Regions from separate parts of the Canis lupus genome. Here region 1 is linked to region 2. The links are chromatin contacts, called in public Hi-C maps. All regions are on one chromosome and are shown on one strand. The core of a region is the stretch at or near the end of the contact, and the rest is flanking DNA. Distances in the headings are between cores, read along the strand shown. Region 1 holds the start of TRMT10A (tRNA methyltransferase 10 homolog A). Region 2 holds the start of H2AZ1 (H2A.Z variant histone 1).

What was found. Hi-C and Micro-C count contacts between places; a contact is called where the count stands out from the background.
Region 1: a Hi-C map of blood shows a contact between it and region 2, with 4 times the contacts expected there. The contact joins the promoter of TRMT10A here to the promoter of H2AZ1 in region 2. A contact is called at or near these places in 3 of 9 Hi-C or Micro-C datasets (amygdala and blood).

What each region holds. Positions count from the first base shown.
Region 1 is chr32:18,311,496-18,314,387 of UU_Cfam_GSD_1.0, forward strand. It overlaps TRMT10A (tRNA methyltransferase 10 homolog A), which reads left to right and starts at 1,312. Exons shown (of 8, transcript XM_038582051.1): 1 at 1,312-1,904. MTTP (microsomal triglyceride transfer protein large subunit) reads right to left here and starts at 2,040. Exons shown (of 18, transcript XM_038582043.1): 1 at 1,914-2,040.
Region 2 is chr32:17,990,460-17,993,159 of UU_Cfam_GSD_1.0, forward strand. It overlaps H2AZ1 (H2A.Z variant histone 1), which reads left to right and starts at 1,339. Exons shown (of 5, transcript NM_001287092.1): 1 at 1,339-1,515; 2 at 1,961-2,038; 3 at 2,326-2,439. The coding sequence starts at 1,513.

The DNA of each region.
Region 1 (2,892 bases), core at 62-2,561, 320 kb after region 2:
TACCTTTCTCTTCTTGATATCTCGAAAACCACTTGCTTTCCGAGATGAAGCAAAATTAATTTCTAAAACTAAATCTCCTGTCTCCAAGAGCAGTTAGTGTCTCCTTTCCATGTATAGGCATCTCAAGCACACTGTACATTGTAAGGGTATTTATTTACAGCTGGCTCTCTCACCAGTTGATGGATTCTTACAAGGACAGAGATTATGATTTAGTTATCTTTGCATCAACAGTACTAAGACAAAAACATGAACTCAATGAATGTGTCTCATGAACAAATACATGAAGTTATACAATTCAATGAAAATAAGATTATTTCCTATCATGAATTTACTTTCAAGTACAGTCTATATTATACTTCAATTTCTGATTAAATCTCCCCCCTCTTCTTGCTGGCACTTTTCTTGGTGCTTGCTTTGTACTGATAGTAGAACCACTTAAATATTTGTACCTGTAAAAGTTAGACTGTAAAGTTAAAGTGGCTGTATCAAAAGAAAACTTATTGGCTCCACGATGACAATATGAATTTTTAAGGTAACTTCAAAAATTCTGCTTTAAATATATAAGGATGCCAAATATTAACACTGAAAAATATGTAATTACTCATAATCAGAATCCTGAGAGGCACTGAACAGCTGCTGAAAAATATGGCATGTCACTATGCCAGCTTGAGTTTAATGACCTACATGTGAAGGGCTACATATCCAATTACTAATCCTCCCTCAGCTACTCTTTAGCCTGATATAGAGGCAGCTGAAAAAAAGATGCCCTACTAACATCAGAAATGGATCCAGACTTTGTTGTCAATGTTCAGCCAGGAGATCTTTTAGATTTAAGACGAGGAAGAAATAGGGAGTGACCCACAACAATGTTATAGCTGACACAGCTTTTCAAGTAAAATTTGAGGGTTTAAAGCAAAAATGATTTCAGTTTTCTGACTAGAGAACTCAAATCCTGCATTTAATTTTGTTTATTAAAACCTTTAAACAGGCTCAAATATGTTTTCAAATATCAAGAGTAATTTACTTCACAATTCTTCCCGTACCAATGTGGCAGTCTTCTAATTCATCCACTCAAATCTCATTCTTATCTTCAAATTCCGTAGTAATTACCTATTAGAAGTAGGCCAAAACAAAAGCTAAATAGAAAACGACAGTCTACTAGATTATGTTTCAGTTGTCCCTCAGTTGACTTGCTCTATATATAGCAAAAAAGATCATATAAGGTCATGTATTAGGAACAATGAAATGTCACATGATGTTTTGCAAAACAGCATAGGAAAAACAGTTCAAGGAATGAATGGCGAATAAGATTTAGGACTATAGTTTTAATAAAAACGTTTAAGCAGTCTAGATTTAAGTGCATCTTACTGCGAGTTTGACTCCTTCTTAAAATTCGATTTTTCATTTGAGTCGCGTGCAACCGTGTGATACCGACAACTTTCTTCTGCACACATTATAGTTTAGGCACAGCTATGCTTTCCTTTCATCTCATCATCATAGAGAATTAAAGAGCCCTCCACCGTGGACTCGAATTAAACATTTTTAAGAGTAAGTGTGTCTTAACACCGCCCTCGTCCCCAAAGGAAGATATAAATGAACACGTGCCTGCAAATACACACTTGCTTGGAGGTGGAAAAACAGACATCACCGTAACTACCCCTCACCCCCACTCCAAAAACTCCAACTCCGCCCAACATGAACTCCCTCCCCTTTCTTCCACTGCGGGTCCAAACGTGGCGCAGTTCGATGACGTAAAGGCGTAAGCGTCGCCGTCTCCTACGCGTAGCTACCGTCCCTGCCTCTGGGAGTTGAAGTTCCCTAGGGAAGATTCGTGAGCCGTAGCAAGACCACTAGGAGAAGGCTCTGTGTTGGTGCTCTCGGTTCCCTGACAACTCCTCAGCTCGGTAAGTCACCTGGCACTGCCGCTGGCGTTTGCCTACTCTCTGGTCTTCTCTGGGCGCAAAAGAGGCTCTTGCAAGTGCCAGCCTCCACTAGCCACACGGCTTCCGGGGGACAGGGGAGTGGGGCTGTGGAAGCGGCGCGACCCAGTTCGCAGAGGAAGTGATGTCAGATAGAGCGCGTCCCCGGCGCCAAGCAGCTCCCTGATTGGCTGGCTGCGGTTTAATCCCTCCTCCAGTGCGTCCGTAGGCGGGTGCCTGGAGGCGAGAGGGAGGCGAGGCCCTACCCACGCGCTGTGGGGGCGCCTCCGGTCGGCGTTTGTTTGGGGGTCGGGATCCGGTCCCTAGTGTATGAAGAGTGTGAGTTTCCAAATAATGAAGGGAGAGGGAAATCTAGACTCTGAGAGGCTGGAGGACGAGCTGTGGTTCTGCCACTTGGTGGCGAGAGACCGTGAGCAGCCGCTTTAGGTTTTGCCATCGGCCTCCTCTCCTTTCTCCGACGAGGGAGGGGCTGGCTGGGCGCCGTGTGCCCTAGAGGCCCGCCGAAAGGTGCTGCAGGTGCTGTAGGCCCCATGGTGGTGAGCCCAGGATAGTTTTTAAGGAGGACCGAGGCGTTGATTTCAGTGAAATGTTTAAAGTGTTAAAATTCGGCAGTTTTTCTGGAGCTATACAGAGGATAGCAGCAGACGACTTTCTCCCTTTTCGTTTTGGTTGTTTTTCATTCTTCCCCATCTCCCCGGGTCCCAGCCTGATCCTCCCACGGGGCCTGACGGCTGAATCAGGCGCTTCCGATACTGCGGGGACGGGGCCGGCGCCTTTCAAAAAGGTTTTTGTTTTTTGTTTTTGTTTTTTTTTTGTTGTTGTTGTTTTCTTTCTTTCCCTTAATTAAGTCAGGTCACTTAATGCCATTTTGCAGTTATTCCAACATTCGTTTGCATCTTTCAGGAAGGGAGGCTCTGTCATAAATTATGAAGACTGTTTATTTAGCCCAACC
Region 2 (2,700 bases), core at 89-2,588:
ATCCCATGTCGGGCTCCCGGTGCATGGAGCCTGCTTCTCCCTCTGCCTATGTCTCTGCCTCTCTCTCTCTCTCTGTGACTATCATAAATAAAAATTAAAAAAAAAAAGTACTCAACACGTATTTCAGAATCACTTCATGTTGGAAATACTGGTAAAGCGTTAACAACTATAATCATGAACTACTTAGCTCGCTGCGAGCGCCTGGAGATGCTCACAGGTGTTACTCGCCTGTTAGTCGGGAAGACAAAGTGGCTGGCATGACGATAGTCCTCGGTGTGCGGGACTATTTTTTAAGCCCACCATTTGCAATTGATTACATGGACCATCTGTAACTGTCTGTGAATCCTGCTAGAAGTTACCCCGGTGACATTTATAGAACATTTGTCACGTAGCGAAAGGTTTTGTATAGAAGAGTTGACACGTAGTGGCTTTCAGGTGTCACTAAATCAACTCTAGACATCAGGCTCGAAGTACGCCCCGCTGATGTGTAGCCTCCAGAAAAACATGGTTTAGGATTCGATGAAAGAATACGGCCTCGGCCCCAGCCCTCCGGTGCGGAGGCCAAAAGGCCTTTTGTGACCCTCGAGGGGCCTCTGCTCCACCGTTCGCTCCGGGGGAACGATCTCGCGCGCGGGGGGCGCGGGGGCGCGGGGGGGGGGGCGCGCTCCAGAAGTGGCGACGACAGAAAATGTGGGAGGCACAGCTCGAGAGGACGTGGGAGCAGCGGGGCGCGATCGGAGGCTCGGAGGCTGGGGCTTTGCCGACGCGCAAGGAACGCCAGATCCCTGCTAAGCCTGCGGTTCACCGAGGAGTGGGGCCACCTCCCGCGACGCGGACGCGCCACCTGTCAGACCAGAGGAGAGGGGGGCGCGGAGGCGGCTGCCCCGGGCCCCGGACGGAAGAAATGAAAAAAAAAAAAAAAAAAAAAAGGCTGTGGGTCAGCGGGTCTCGGCCTTGGAGCGCTCCGGTCGCGGCGGTGCGGCAAGGAGCCAGGCCCGGAGAGCGCCACGCGCAGCCGGCGGGACCGGGCCCGGAGCCTGGGGGCGCCACCGCGCGCCCCTCCCCTGGGCCAGCCTCTCGGCTCCTCCCCCGGACACGTGACCGCGGCCGGCGGGTCTCCTCGCTCCCGCAGCGTAGCTCGCTCTGTTTCTTCCCTCCCGCCGCCGTGCCCTTCTTCTCCTCAGTTCCCATCCCTCCGCCCTCCCCCCACCTCCTTCCCCACGCCCCAATAGCGGCTCGAGCGGCGGAGCGCCCGCCCCCCCGCCCTGCTCTTCGCCTGCTCATTGGCCGAGGCCTCAAGGACGCGTCCCGAGGGCGGGCGGCGGCCATTGGTGGGATGAGCAGTCCGAGTTCCCGGATGAGGGAACATTCAGCGGTATAAAGGGCGCGGGGAAGGCGGGAGACAGCGCAGTTTGAATCGCGGTGCGACGGAGGAGTAGGCGGTGGGATCTCGCTGGCTGTCTGACTAGTCCTTTCTCTGCCTTGCTTGTTTGAGCTTCAGCAGAATTCGAAATGGTAAACTTGGCGGAGGCGCTCGAAGACTCCCGCGGGTTTTTGCCGATGGGAGAAAAACCCGTTACGCTCGGGAGATGGGGGCGAAGCGGCGACGGTTGGGAACGCGCGGAGACAGGATTGGGAAGAGCGGGGGGAGGTGTTTTGTCGGCGGCGAGCGGAGCAGCCTCCGCTCTCGCGGCGGGCGGCGGCGGTTGGGTGGCGCGCGCAGCGCCGCTGGGGGCCGGCGGGCGGACGGAGGCGCGCGGCCGCGGCGGGCGGGCGCGCCGCGGGGGCGGGCGGGCGGGCGGGCGGGGTCGCCCTTGCGGCGCGCGGCTGCCCGGAGACCCCGGCCGGGCTCGGGGCCGCGCTCGCGCCTGGGCCGCGCCGCGGTGGGGGAGGGGCGCGCCGCCCTGGTAATCCTATATTCCCCGTTCCTCCTTCGCTCGCGGGCGTGTGCGCGCCGCAGGCTGGCGGTAAGGCTGGGAAGGACTCCGGAAAGGCCAAGACAAAGGCGGTTTCCCGCTCACAGAGAGCCGGCTTGCAGGTCAGTGGTGGCTCGTGCAGTCCAGGGATCGTGGCGTTTTCCTTTCCGCCTCTTTTCTTGTTTATCATCGCTCTAGATGGGCGTTTCGTCTCTGCGTGGGTGATGCGGTGTCGCGACTTGGTTCGCCGATACGATAAATATCGAGGGGGGGGGGCCGATCACGTGTGTCGATGCCGGGGCGCGTTGCTGCACCAGCGTCCGTGCCCCCTTGCTTTGGCGCGCGCGTAAGATTGCCGTCTTTGACTCTAACATCTTTGTGCATTTATGTTTGTGTGCTTAAAATTAAGTTCCCGGTGGGCCGTATTCATCGACACCTGAAATCTAGGACGACCAGTCATGGACGTGTGGGCGCGACTGCCGCTGTGTACAGCGCAGCCATCCTGGAGTACCTCACCGCAGAGGTAAATGGGTGTACGCCTATAATCTGGAAAAGGTTTGGGGGGGCTGGGGGGAGGCGGCGAGAGGGAAGGAGGAAAGTGATGCAAGAAAAACTCCCAGGCCCTAATCACGGCTAGAAGCTTCTGAGAACGCTAGAGGGGGCTGGTGTTCATTGAGGGATCCTACTAGGCTTGGTGGAGTTTGCTGCTCTTGGAAATAAAATTGCGTGCCCCCGTTTGCTTGTGTTGCCATTCAGATAGTAGGGGAAGGCGACGTTTGGTAGA